Linked DNA regions of Sus scrofa: region 1 is linked to region 2. A link is a contact called in public Hi-C data. All regions are on one chromosome and are shown on one strand. Each heading gives the region's core, a stretch centred on a gene start, on an enhancer-like site or on the middle of the called end of the contact. The rest is flanking DNA. Distances are from core to core; before and after follow the strand shown.

What was found. Hi-C and Micro-C count contacts between places; a contact is called where the count stands out from the background.
Region 1: a Hi-C map of liver shows a contact between it and region 2, with 3 times the contacts expected there. The contact joins the promoter of SERINC4 here to the promoter of SHF in region 2. A contact is called at or near these places in 1 of 5 promoter capture datasets (fetal liver) and 1 of 47 Hi-C or Micro-C datasets (liver).

What each region holds. Positions count from the first base shown.
Region 1 is chr1:127,756,004-127,763,416 of Sscrofa11.1, forward strand. It overlaps SERINC4 (serine incorporator 4), which reads left to right and starts at 4,371. Exons shown (of 10, transcript XM_013993067.2): 1 at 4,371-4,472; 2 at 5,284-5,462; 3 at 5,908-6,028; 4 at 6,116-6,209; 5 at 6,855-6,950; 6 at 7,048-7,174. The coding sequence starts at 4,371. MFAP1 (microfibrillar-associated protein 1) reads left to right here. Exons shown (of 9, transcript XM_001928118.5): 9 at 1-165.
Region 2 is chr1:126,548,377-126,555,442 of Sscrofa11.1, forward strand. It overlaps SHF (SH2 domain-containing adapter protein F), which reads left to right and starts at 1,360. Exons shown (of 6, transcript XM_005659642.3): 1 at 1,360-1,883. The coding sequence starts at 1,386.

The DNA of each region.
Region 1 (7,413 bases), core at 3,121-5,620, 1.2 Mb after region 2:
TCACTTCCTTACGGGAAACCTAAGCTCATTGGAATCTGTTTTGCATTTCTGGGATAAATCTTTTTAGGCAAACAGACTTTTTGATTCATTTATGTGTGTCAAGAAATAAAAGAATCATACATCAACAAGTTTTTTAGCATACCAGAAATAAAATATTTAGGCTGACAAGTATCTTACCTATTAAAAGCAGAGAATTATTCGGCAAAGGATGTTTCACAGTTTGGTCTTCACCTTTGATCTTAGAAACACACAGGTGCTAAACAGACTATGTTGTAATTGGCACTGATTTATTCCATGAGCAAATATATACATGGTTACCCTTATTCTCTAAACCATAGCTGTATATACAAGAAAACTGAACCCCATCAAATGACAAGACTAAGTACCTACCAGTACTTCTTGCCCAGCTCATGTATCGAGGAGGGCACAGTGCTCCCAGAGTTGCCATGTAGTAGGATCATGCTAGATATCACTAGCAGAGTTAAATTTAACTTTTCCATTTAATATTTACTACATAATCTCCATGCTTATGGCAGAACATTAGGTATTCTAGGGGTTATAAGAAATGGCATTTAACCAATGGAAGGCTATTTCTCAACTGCAGAAAAAAATGACAAGGTTTTTTCACATCCTTTAAACGCCCCACTGGGGAGAATCACTAACCAATCCTTAAATGTCCTAGAATAAAAATACAAGTGCAGGGAGTTCCTGTTGTGGTGCAATGGAAACAAATCCAGGTAGTATCCATGAGGATGCGGGTTGGATCCCTGGCCTTGCTCAGTGGGTTAAGGATCCGGCATTGCCGCGAGCTGTGGTGTAGCTTACAGACGAGGTTTGAATCCCATGTGGCTGTGGCTGTGGCATAGGCTGGCAGGTGTAGCTCCAATTCGACCCCTAGCCTGCAACTTCCTGCAAAAATCATCATTACCAAGGTAGTAAACACAAAGATGAATGTGAGTCACCATTGTGCTAGTGGGGTATACAATATAAGAATTACCCTAGAGTCAAAATGAGAGTAAGACCTTGAAATTCTCTTGGGAAAGTGTATATACCTTCCGGTTCAGTATCTGCTCTGAGGGGGCACTAGGCCAGGTTTTACATTCACTTGCTCATTTTTTTTTTTGTTTGTTTTTTTAGGGCCACATCCACAGCATATGGAGGTTTCCAGGCTAGGGGTGCAATCTGAGCTGTAGCTGCCAGCCTGTGCCACAGCCACAGCAATGTGGGATCCAAGCCTCATCTGCAACCTACACCACAGTTCATGGCAATGCTGGACCCTTAACCCACCGAGCAAGGCCAGGGATCAAACCCATGTCCTCATGGATAATAGTTGGGTTCATTAACCACTGAGCCACAACGGGAACTCCTGCTCATTTTTTTTTTTTTTTGGCCTTTTAGGGCCACACACCACAGCATATGGAAGTTCCCAGGCTAATCAGAGCTAGAGCAGCTGGCCACAGTCACAGCCACAGCCGTTCAGGATCCAAGCCTCATCCTTCGACCTACACCACAGCTCACGGCAACACTGGATCTTTAACCCACTAAGCAAGGCCAGGGATGGAACCAGCAACCTCTTGGTTCCTAATCGAAAATTTCCACTGTGCCACAAGAATTCCCTGTGCATCAATTCTTAAAACAGCCTATCAAATATGTCTCATCTTACAGCCAAGGAAACAAGGTTGACTTGGCCAAAGATTAACTTTTAAAGTAAATCCAGGGAGTTCCAGTCGTGGCTCAGTGGTTAACAAATCCAACTAGGAACCATGAGGTTGCAGGTTCAATCCCTGGCCTTGCCCAGTGGGTTAAGGATCCGGTGTTGCCATGAGCTGTGGTGTAGGTTGCAGACGCGGCTCAGATCCTGCATTGCTGTGGCTCTGGCGTAGGCTGGCAGCTACAACTCCGATGAGACCCCTAGCCTGGGAAACTCCACATGCCACGGTTGCAGCCCTAGAAAAGGCAAAAAGACAAAAATAAATTAAAAAATAAAGTAGGAGTTCCCGTCGTGGCGCAGTGGTTAACGAATCCGACTAGGAACCATGAGGTTGCGGGTTCAGTCCCTGCCCTTGCTCAGTGGGTTAAGGGTCCGGCGTTGCCGTGAGCTGTGGTGTAGGTTGCAAACGCGGCTCGGATCCCGCGTTGCTGTGGCTCTGGCGTAGGCAGGTGGCTGCAGCTCTGATTAGACCCCTAGCCTGGGAACCTCCATGTGCCGCGGGAGCGGCCCAAAGAAATAGCAAAAAGACCAAAAAAAAAAGGCTTATGAACTGGATTGGTGACATCTATACACATGGCTCCTAAGGAGGTACTGACCTTTCAGCTTTTCATAAGCTACACACACCACAGGGTACAGTAAACTTTGCTGAGACTCTTAAGTGTACTTTGAACACTGCTGAGAACTAGATAAATGAATGAGCCTGGCCTCATTCAGCATCTGAACATGAGTACTCTTTCTTCTACATTGATCCTTCACATACGCTCATTACCCCAACATGTAAATTTTCCACAATAAGATACAATATAAACATACATTGCACTTCATCCAAAATGATAAAACTGCAAGAAAAAGAAGGCATCTTTATTGAAATAAGTTAATCCAGTGGGTATGTCTGAGAAAGCACAAATCAGTTGGTCAGGGCAATAAGAGCCTCTACCACGTTGCCCATGTGTTCTCTCAAACTCCGTTCTGCTGCTGCTCGAGAGATCTCCATCTCTGTCATCTGCAAGAAAAGGATCAATATTAGCTAAGTTTCCTCCAGTGCATTAATGTGGCAGCAAATCATGCTGTTTCAGGAAACAACCCAAATCAAACTAACCTTCCCGGTTCACACACTAGTTAGACATTATTACTCACTATCAGCTCCAGATCTTCCTTCTTGATGGTGACTTTTGCCAGTTCCTTCTCCCTGCAAATATTCATGTACTTTAGTCCTCAATCCCTACCTCCACCTTAAACTCCCAGAAAGGATCATTCCCGGCTGTGCCTTACAAATGACTTGGTAAATACTGCTGACTGAAAATACAAAAAGACTCCCGCCCCCTCACTTAACATCCCATCCCACCCTATCCCATAGAGTATGTCCAGCAGGCAGCAGGCGTTGTTAGGAGGCTTTTCCTTCCACTAACAAAAGAGTAAAATCCTAAATCTTAGATCTGCAGGAATTGATGTTAGAGTTGAAGAACAGTACCAAGTATAAAAAGCCTAACGATGGCTTTTTTATACCCTTCGTCTGGGGGAAAAAGCAGGGGGTGGTAGGGTGATTGCGTGCGTAAGACTTACCGCTCCTGCTTTGCTTTCTGCTCCCGGGACCGCCTATCTCCGATTACGGACATGGCCTATAGAAAAGGCAGATGTAGTTACTGCAAACACCAGTGCCAAGCAGGTGAGGTGTATATTCACGACGAGTGTCCGAGGAACCAGGGCCTATGTTTAATTCAATTCCGTACACCCGAGATCCACTTTCAACCCAATCTCCAAAGCTCCTTTTTGCGAGCGGCGAGCCCCAGTGACGGTTCAGCTTCCCTCTCGCTTCCTCCCACCTCACGGGTCAGGCCACGTCCTGAAGCGGGGCTTCCACTTACAGCCTCAAAGCCTTTTCTCCTCTCATCCCGCCCAGACAAGCTCCCGGCCAACCTCACCGTCTCCAGATTGGAACTCTGGATCTCCTTCTCCTCCGCATAATCGGTGACTCGCTCCAAGTCCGCCGCACCGCTGTCGTGCTTCCGTGGCTTCTCGGGAGGTCGCTCCGGGCCACTGGTCTCAGTCTCCAATTCTAGCTCCACATCCCCCTCGGTCGCCATTTCGATCCCACCGCGCCGCCCCTCAGGCCCGGCCCCGCCTCATGAGGACTTCCGGTAACTGCCCCGCAACTTCCGCCCGGAGAGGAGGCGGGGCTGCCCCTGGACCACACCTTCTTTAGTGCTCTGGTTCTAGAAGCTTCAACGAGGAAACCGGTTGTCTCTTTGACTTCCTTTCCGGCTTGTACAGAGTTGTTTTCTGACAGGCCGTGTCCCAGCCTAACCTGTCATCACTCCAGACTGTCCTCCTCCTCTTCATCTAGATCCGCCCACACACCTCAAGGAATTCTCTTCCAGATGGATAAAGTCTAATCCTAAACCAATTAAGAATGCTAATCTACAGGCCAGATACCAAACCACTCCCTAATCTGAGAAGAACAGGCCCCCGGGGAGAAAGTAGTTTCACAGGGACATTTGCATTTACCACATCCTGGAGGTTGGTGTTCTTTTCCCTCCCCTCCATTCTGCCTTAAACTGGGTGACCAGCCTCAGCACAGTCCAGTGGGCTGATACAAAGGAAAGCGCCTTTCTCATCTACTGTCCATCTGGTGGACCTGGGCCTAATCCCTGGGATAAGGATGGTGGGTGCAAAGGCGGTCACGAGCTCGAGCACCTCTCCCCGCCTGGCGCAGCAACACAGTGGAGTGAGCAGCGTCATACTGAGCCCTCCCTTCTATCAGGTGAGAGGATATTTGGCCAGAGAGCTCCCTAGAGCATGTGCTATCTGAAAAACTGGAAGGAAATAGTGGGGAATCTAAAAAGCTGGGGAGAAAAACCCAGGGGAGCTGTTTAAATAAGGATAGGCCTTCCTTTCCTCTGGGGCCCTTATGCTTCTTTGCCTCTAAGAACATTCATCATTAAACCTCTCCTCCCATGTTCCTGGTACCAGATGTTTAGGTCCAGGGAAGGGTTTGAAGCCAGGTGTGACTTAGGCTTTTGGGAAATTCTGCTCAAGCCAGCAGGTAAGCTCTTATGATGAAAGCGCTACTTGATGTCAGTGGAAGGCAATCCTAAATAGCCTGGAACCAGAGAGTCTGAGAATTCCTGAGTAAAAGGAAAGAAGAGAAGGGAGGGGGAAATTTTGGAATTCAGCCTCATGGGTTAACCTCACACATACATTAATGTAAGCCCTTCCTCAGTAAATCATCTCTGCTTTGCTGCCCTGCACGTGCTCTACCCTCAGGTGTCCTGCTGTGGGCCTGTTTCCTGTACCTGCTGCCGGCATTCTAGGTGGCCTCCTCTCACAGAGTCTCCTTGTAGCCGCCTGTTCTACATTCTCCTCCATGTGGGGGCCTCAGCAGTCTGCTGCCTCCTATTGTCAAGGACAGTAGTGGAAAGAGTCTGGGGCAAGGCACGTGGAGTAAGTGGGAGAATAAAAGGAGAAACCCTAAGATAGACAAAAGATTTGGATGGAGGGAAATGAGTGGACATACTCATGGAAGTAGGTGTAACGATTCACCCAGCCATTTCTCACATGTATCTTCCCTCCAGATCCAGATGCCCTCAGGGCTGTGTGCCCATCTGTTTGGCCATTCTCACTGCCCAGTTCTCAGTGGCTCTGGGGCTGTGTACCGAGTATGTGCAGGAACTGCCACCTTCCACCTGCTACAGGCTGTGCTGCTGGTCCACCTCCACTCCCCCACCAGCCTGCGAGCACAGCTGCATAATAGGTTTGTGTGTACTCTTTAGGTGGGGAGAGGATGGGGAGGTAAGTACACATAAGCTGAGCAAAGGAAATTCCAAGATGGAGTAATAGCACTGTAAAGAGACAGAAAATAAGTTAAGTCCCTGCTTCTACTATACCTGCCATATGACCACAAGCCACATACTTATCCTCTTTGAGCTTCTAGTTTCTAAAATGGAGATAACAGTGGGGTTACTATATACAAGCCCTCTGTCAATGCTAAACATTGTCCAGATGTTATTTAGATATTTGAGAGTCAGAACTTTACACAGGCTGTGAGGGACCTGTCTCCAGTCCCTTACATGGGACTGATTCTTCCCCTCCTATACTTAGTTGTCTCTTTTCTCCCCTTTTCTATAGTTTTCCTTTTCCCTTTGCATTCCTCCTTTGCTTTTCTTCTGAGTCTGGTTTTCTCTTTCCCTCCTAACCAGCTTCTGGGTCCTCAAGCTGCTGTTCCTGCTAGGTCTCTGTGCTGTTGCTTTCTGCATCCCTGATGAGCATCTCTTCCCAGGTACCTTCCATCTCATCCTGATCGGCAAGAGTGAGCTAAAAGTTTTTCTAAGGAAAAAAAGAGGGTAGCAAGAGGACCAGGAGTTAACAATATGATCAGCTAGTTTTCCACTGATGCTTCACTTGCAGTCTGGCATTACATTGGCATCTGTGGAGGCTTTACATTCATCCTGCTGCAGTTGGTGCTTATTACAGCCTTTGCCCATTCTTGGAACAAGAACTGGTAAGGAGCACATAACCCTCAAGATTTCTTGGGAAGGCTGTCTGACATTTCTACTAGACCCAGTGGGGTTGGGCAAAGGACATGACCGATGACTTTAAGTTTCCCACTAAGCAGTATCGAAAAGCTCAGGAATGTGATGACTGTGGGCCAAGTGCAATGGTAAGTCACACCACTCTTCTGAGAGGGGGAATAGTTGGTAATGGGTAAAAAGAAGAGTTGGAGCCCCAAGCCACTGCCCACCTACCACCCTTAGGCAAACAGGTGCAGCCCAAGACTGCCGCTGGTTCCTAGCTGTGCTGCTGACCACCCTAGGATTCTACAGTATGGCAGGTGTAGCAGCTGTGCTCCTGTTCCGCCACTACACACACCCAGCCGGCTGCCTGCTGAACAAGATGCTGCTTAGTCTGCACCTTTGTTTCTGTGGGCTCCTCTCCTTCCTCTCCATCGCTCCCTGCATCCGCCTCAGTGGGTACATGCCTTGCAACATTCCAGATCTGAAGGGCCTTTAGTATAGCAAATTTCATTAGCCTCCCTAATCTCAATTCTCTGCTTCCCCCAAAGGGTGGGAGACAGAGTGCAGGTGGGGGTAGGAGTGAAGGAAATTACTACCCTTTAAGCTAAAGCAATGATTCCCATTCTCCCCAGAGCAGCCACGCTCTGGCCTTCTACAAGCCTCTATCATCAGCTGCTATATCATGTACCTGACATTCTCTGCACTGTCCAGCCGTCCTCCAGAGAGTGGTAAGAAAAGGACCTGGATTCCCCATGCTAAAACTTTTGCTCCTACCAAATACCTAGCTTTTTGTTACCATGCTTCTCTTCTGTTGCCCCTTCTCAGTAATCCTTCAAGGACAGAATCACACTCTGTGCCTGCCTGGCCTGAGTAAAATGGAACCTGAAATACCCAATGCTTCTCTGGCAGTGCTGAGTGCTGGCATCATGTATGCCTGTGTGCTTTTTGCTTGGTACGTAAAGGTGTCAAGGGAGAGGTGTGAGAGAAGGGAGGATGGTCAGGACAGGGAGAGTCAGGAGGTTGCCTGGGATCATGGTTTATTTAAACTTCAGAGCAATGTTAAGAGTGAGGAAAGTTCCCCATGAATAAAAACAATTTCTAAGAATAGCACTTGTCAGATGATCTGTATGAGGTGAATGGGCAGCAGAAGTGACTTGAGAATTTTAAAATGTACCAACATTTTAAGGCCCT
Region 2 (7,066 bases), core at 110-2,609:
ATCTGTATCATCTGGGAGCCTGTTAGAACTACACAGGGACCCCATCCCAGCGAGACCTACAGAATCTGAAACTTCAATTTAACAAGTTCCCCAGGAGATTTGTGTTCACATTAAAGTTTGAAAAACACTGTTCTGTAACACCGACTAGAATGTGAACAGGGCAAAAACTCCACGAATATTTTGAGGGCCCTGGGAATCCTAGGGGATTCTCAGTTTTACCATCACATCTTACTCTACTCCAGCTTTAAGGCCTCTTCCCTTTGCGACATCTCTTGAGTCTTTGCCCCCTTACAAGGTAAATAGGAGCCTAAGAATAAGGGAGACACTGAGGCAGTGCCAAGGGGGGTGGGAGTGGGAGTGGGATGTTGGTGAGGTGAAGCTGCTTTCTAACTGAGCCAAAAGAAAATGTTGGCGTCAGCTTCAGGGTTACAACGTTTCTGGGGAGAAACGCTTTATTTCTAAGACAAAAATGCCTATTGCTTGAGCATCCCAGCCTCTGGAAGATAAGGGGTTTGTGATAGACAACATTGGAACTGTTTCTAGACTTGATTTATTGACTTGTCTGTTTTTATTCTGTCACTAATCTGATTGACAATGAAACCCAGGATGTGACTTGAAGGGATTTCTCTGTGCGCACACTGCCCTTAGGGCGGGGAGGAAGAGGGGGCATCTGCTTAGCGCGGGTGCGCCTGTGAGTGGGAGGGATTTGCCTGAGAGAAGGATGTGTGGAAACCCCACGGGAGACGTGGGTGCCTCTAGGGAGTTGACTGTAACGTGAGGCGTATCTGCCCAGAGTGGGTTTGAGTATGTGCGGGCGGGGCGGGCAGTTAGATTGGAGGCAGTAGGTGGGGCTCCCATGGTAGCACGCGGGAGGTGGTGGTTACAGACACATCTTACAGAACAGCCCCTGTTTCATACCCCACCCCAGTTTTTCCTCCTACGATATTATTTCCCAGGTGGGAGGCCTTGGGGAGGGTAAAGGTGGGGGCGGAAGGCTCCGGAGGGCCAAGAACCCTGGAGTCTGAGGGCTCCCCTCTCGGCGTCACGCGGGAGGTGGGAGGTGGGGAGGGGAACATATAAGGACAGGTGCGCCCCCATCAGGGGCACGTTTGGGCGACACATGGGGGATTCATCCTCAGAGGTCGCATTCCCTGCCCTCGGGGTCGCCACTTTACTTCTCCAGTATTCACAAGGGCTGGAAGCCTCAGCCCTTCTTTTACATGGGGCAGGGGAGGTAGACCCTTTTAGGTAGCGGAACCCCGCCCCTCCCTTGTTACTGACGAGCCCTACCCCCTCCAGCCGCCAGTGGAGCTCCGCCCCCTCCCCGCCCCCTCCCCGCCCCCAGCCAGGCCGCTGCTCTCCCCGCGTTCAGTCTGGCTGGCCCCATGTTACTGAGCGGAGCTCCTCCGGCTGGCTCCGGCCCGGGGCCGCGGGCGCAGGGGAGCGCAGGGGGCGGCCCGGGGGGATCGCGCCGGGGCGCCGGGGGTGCAGGAGCCGGCCCAGGAGGGGGTAGCAGCGGCGGAGTGGCCAAGTGGCTCCGGGAGCATCTGGGCTTCCGCGGCGGGGGCGGCGGCGGAGGTGGAGGCAAACCGGCGCCCCCCGAACCGGACTACCGCCCCCCTACACCCTCCCCGGCCGCACCCCCCGCACCACCCCCGGACATCTTGGCCGCCTACCGACTGCAGAAGGAGCGCGACTTCGAAGACCCCTATTCCGGGGGGCCGTCCGGCTCCGCTGCCCTAGCCACCCCTGCCGTCCCCGGCCCCACGCCGCCTCCGCGTCACGGCTCGCCCCCCCACCGACTTATTCGGGTCGAGACCCCTGGCCCCCCAGCGCCCCCTCCTGAGGAAAGGATCTCTGGACTTCCCGCCAGCAGCGACCGGGTGAGTGCCGCGCCGGGCGGAGGTGTCCAGGAGGAGAGGTGGTCAGCGGTCTGGGGCTTTCGAGAGGGACAAAGGTGCCCTGGCCGGGTCCGGGCCCCGCGGTGTCACGGTTCCTGGCGGACACAATTTTAGTCCCGGTCCCCAGGGTTCGGAGCCTTCATCCACCTTTGTTCAGATTCTCGACCTTCTTACCTGGGACGTGCTCCCCAAACTCTGCCTCTATCCCCTATTACTGCCCCAGAACTAGTGACACTCCCCCCCCACCCGCCCCCGCCCAGGCTCTGCTCTCCTCATCGCAGCCCCCGGAGCCTAATCAAGGAGCCTTTTTCTAACGGAATTTGAGCTCCCCTTCTCCCCCTTTTTATGGCCTTTCTGCCCCCTGGGAGCAGCAGCTCACTGCCCTTTGATCTCTGACCCCCGCCCCCAACCCCAGGGCGGCAGAGCTAGCACAAAGCTCCTTTCTTCCTTTTAAGAAAGCCAGAGCATCTTTGTAGGTGCTGAAGCTCCAGGAAGGAGGCGCAGGCTGGGTTTCTCTCTGTGGACACAGCAAGAGCTGGCCTTTGCCTTGCCCAGTGGCACTGGAGCCGGGTGGACTGTTGTTCTCAGGAAGCCAGAACAGGCAGTATGCAGGTCTTCACCAAGGATGCTGACCATTGAGATCCAGGCAGGCCCATTCTTTGTCCCCCCAGGTATGGGAACAATCTATGCTCAGAACCTGTTGCCCATAAGGGGCTAAGCAACTGAGTCCACTTCTCCTTTCCTCTCCTCCTCTTGGCCTCCTCTTGCCCAGGTTCATTCTAAGGGTGGTTACAGCTTTTCATGAATCTGCAGGCTTGGGGTGGAGAGGAGGGCTGGGCATTCACTGTTCCTGAGAACATCCACTGTGCCTTAGAGGCCCCTGTTAGAGAAGCCACCCCCTGCCCAACCCAGTGTGGCCTTATCCCTCCCTGACAGCTGAAAGCCATCTCCAGGTCCCTGTAGCGCTAAATTCTAAGACTATGACTCTGTGGGCTGCCCTGGCGCTGTTGTCCCTCTTCACTTACCCCTGGGAGCTTAGCTCTGGGGCTTTCTCCCCTCTCCTCAGCAGAGAACACAGTTTTATTTGATTGGAGGCAAAGTTGCTGTCTGAATCCATTGGCTCCATCCAGGGTTGAGGCTTTCAGCTGAGAGCATGCCACTGTTCTGCCTGATTTCTTGGGTAAGAAAATTGTGTCAGGGTCAGAACAGTAGCCTCAGGAATGTGAATTATTTTTCCCCTAGTTCCTGCTGTGGGGCATGGCTTCCCATCCTGGGCCAGGATCCTTAGTCTACAGAAGGAAGCTGTGCTTTCTTCACTCATCCTTTGCTTTCTCTTCTTCCTAACTGTTCCCTGCTGTTGCGGGCGATGTGTGGTGATGGTGGCAGTGAGGCAGACAGAACATCAGGCCTTGTTCTTACTATTGACCAGTTAGCCTCCTCCTCCCTGACCACTGCCTGTTGGCACATGGGCCTGAATTGTCCCTGGGCCTCCTCCCCTCTGCATCGTCTTGAAATGCTCCCCTCTGCATCGTCTTGAAATGGCATAACAGGCTGCCCACCAAGTTCTGTGGGCTCCTCCTGGGTCAGGACTGGGAACATATCTTCCTCATATTGTGTCTCTCAAGTACCTGACAAAATGTTTGGCATAAAGAGGAGTGGTGCATAAAAATGTCCTGCCAGGGTGACCTGAGGGTCAGAGACTCTCTTAACTACAGTTTCCCTTGTACATTTCCCCAGAGACCTCCCCCCCAAGGAAGGGGCTGTGCCCACACAACCATGCAGAAACCCACAGATCCTTCTCACGGAGGGCATCCATGCCTCCCCCTGGGTTGCCTCTGTGGTCTGTGGCTTGGGGGCTAAGAGGTATATGACTCCTTTGTCAGCTTCAGGGACAGGATGTAATACAGCAGGATTTCCTTGGAGCCACACAATCTGTTGCTCAGTGTGTGTGTGAGAAGGACCAGGATGCCATCTGAGCTGGCGCAGGCAGAGGGATGCTGACCTGGGGCCCCCCACCATTCAGAGAGCAGCTCCACCCCTTTAGGAGCAGAGTTCAGAGTATCTTCTTAGGGAGAGCCCAGACTATGTACCTAGGCCCCTTATCCTTGCAAAGCTCACAAAGAGTTGTGGCTTCTGGACAGTGAGCTGGCCTGGTCCCCAGGTGGGCTTCTGTTCCATGTGGTTGCTTTCTTCCTGGCCTTGGTTTCCCCTCCTCTCAGCCTTGGCTTGTTGCTTTTGGGTCAACTTCCTGAGGTAAGTTGAGGCTGGGGACCAGGTTGTGCCTTGGACTGGCTCATTTCTCTCTGCAGCCCAGATGTTGGGTGGGTCAGAACCCTCTGAGAGGTGCTGAATGGTGAGGTTTGGTGAAATGGGTAGAAATGCTTCTGTGGTGAACCAGAGACGTTGAGGAGGAATGAGCTAGTGGATTTGGGGGCGAGGGAGAACCCTGAGAGGCCTTGGGGCTCAGGACCATTAGCCTTCTCCCTATGCAGGGCTCTGGCTGCTGGCCCACCCTGAGACCCATGGCTGCAGTTAGCAGGGGTGCAAGGGTGGCCATCTGGGCAGCCCTGGCATGGCAGGTGTGGGAGCAGCAGGAGGCGCATCCTGTACCAGGCAGGCAGGGCCTTGCCATCTGGCTGTGGGAAGGCTCCCTTGTGGTGCTGGACCCTGTCTGGCCAACAGACCATGCTCTGGCAGGGGGGCTAGAGAGCTGCATCTACCCTTGCTTTGCTCCCTTTTCTTAGGCCTTCAATAGGAAAAACCTGATCTGATTAGGAAAGGGGGATGGGGATGGGAGAGGGGCTCCGGCTGGAAGCAGCTTTGAGCTGCCTGTGACCATCTGCACAGTGTGTCCTTTGCCTCCATCATGCCAAGATATGTGTGTGTGAAAGAGAGACAAAGACAGAGACAGAGAATAGAGAATGAGAGTGAGAGAGCAAAACAGAGAGGTGACTTGAACAATAAGACAGTCAGACACCCGGTATGAATTGAAACTAGGGCTCTTGTTCTTAGCTCATGGAAAGACTTCTGGGGTTCATGAACCTCCAGAAATTGTGTGCAGATGTTTGGGTGTACGAGCATTTTTCTGGGAAAAGGCTCAGTGCTCTCAGATTCTCATTGGTGTTCACAGGGCCCAAAATATTAAGAACTTTAAGGAATAGATACTATACTTCATAGATGGTGTCCACAGGGACTTGGATCCTCAAGGACCCAAATTTGGAAATGAGCAAACAGACTGGAAGAAGAAAGTGGAGGATACAAAGGGTGAACGGGACATATCTACCCTGGGGCTAGGAGGGCAGGTAGGGGGCCTCCCTTAGCCTTTGTTCTTTGAGTGTTTGAGTGTCATTAAGCAACACCGGTCTAGGCACTGAAAGAAACTCACTACCTAGAAGACTGGACCCTTGTCTCTCTTTTTTTTTTTTCTTTTCTAGGGCCACACCTGCGGCATATGGAGATTCCTAGGCTAGGGTTCTAATCGGAGCTGTAGCCTCCGGCCTACGCCACAGCCACAGCAACGCGGGATCCGAGCCAAGTCTGCAGCCTACACCACAGCTCACAGCAATGCTGGATCCTTAACCCACTGAGCAAGGCCAGGGATCAAACCCACAACCTCATGGTTCCTAGTTGGATTTGTTAACCACTGAGCCACGACGGGAACTCCATCAGTAGTTTTTAATATATATAAAAAAAAAAGACATCCCAACACATACAAAAATCCTTGGGCTTAAAGGAAACCTAAGTCTGTTACTAGAAGCCTGGTTAAAAGATGCAGCTAAGAAGGAAAATACAGTGCATATTTCTCTAGAGAGCAGTTTTTAAGGAAGTTTAGGGGTAAGAAGTTTAAAGCTAGTTTGATTGGCTTATATCCCAGGCTCAAACTGAACTGGGGAAAGGTCACAGTGCTAGGTATAGAGTAATGGGACAGTGGTCACTACCCAGAGCCTTGAAATGGATCTTGCTGTCATACAATGCAGGCAACAGAGAGTGAGATAAAAAATAATCAAGCTGCCAACCAATATCTTTAGATCGCACATTCATCATGTAGGTCCAAAAGGTGTAGTCATAGGCCTCTTTTGAGTTTGTTTGCTTTATTTTTTATTTTTATTTTTTTGTCTTTTTGCCATTCTAGGGCCGCTCCTGCGGCCCCAGGCTAGGGGTCGAATCAGAGCTGTAGCTGCTCCAGCCTATGCCAGAGCCACAGCAACGCCAGATCCACAACCCACTGAATGAGACTAGGATCGAACCCACAACCTCATGGTTCCTAGTCAGATTCGTTAACCACTGAGCCACAACGGGAACTTGAGTTTGTTTGCTTTAGTTTTCCTTCTTATGACTTCCAGAGTCTGGAGGTATGATCTTTTTATTTCACGTGTGCCCTTGTGTCCTCTAATGGAGATGGAGGAAAAAAGAAGGGTCCAGGTCAAGGGACCTTTATGGGCTGGTGAGACCCCTGAACCCTTTGTGGCCAGGGCTAGCTGTCTCTGCTGCTGGTGGTGCCACCGCCCTTGATGCTTCAAGGAGGGCTGAGGTCCAAGGCTACCATGGAATAGTGTGGCATGCATGTCTACACTGTCCCCACTAGGCTCTCAGTCCTTCCAGAAAACATCTGCATCTTGTTGGCTTGGCCAGTGACTCAGTGACACTGCAGCCCTGGTATTTCACCCATTGGGAGCCAGAAACAGCTGGGACCCTGTGACCATGGATGGGAGCAGCTGGCTGGGGCCCAGGGCTTGGAGGGGTACCTGCAGCCTACTGCAGTTGCTTTCATCACAAAACCAGTGTGAAATGATATGAGAGCAGAGGCCAGGATCCAAGCCCTGCATGAGTGAACCTGTGGTGCCTCCAGAGCCTGGAGCCTAGCCTTAAGGTGCTTCACTCTTTTGGAGATTGTTTTGCTTCTGAGCTTCTAGAGGAAATAGGAATCTGTTCTTTTTTGTATTTAACAATGTAATCGTGGACATGGACTGAACCTCTACTTGTATCTAGCACCATTTGAAGCAGCTGATGTGTATTAGACCAGTTGATCATTACAACAACCTATGAGGAAAAGTCTGTTATTATTCCAGCATTACAAACAGGGAGACTGAAGCTCAGGAATGTTGTCACACCTGGAGTTCCTGTTGTGGTGCAGCAGAAACAAATCCAAATAGGAACCATGAGGT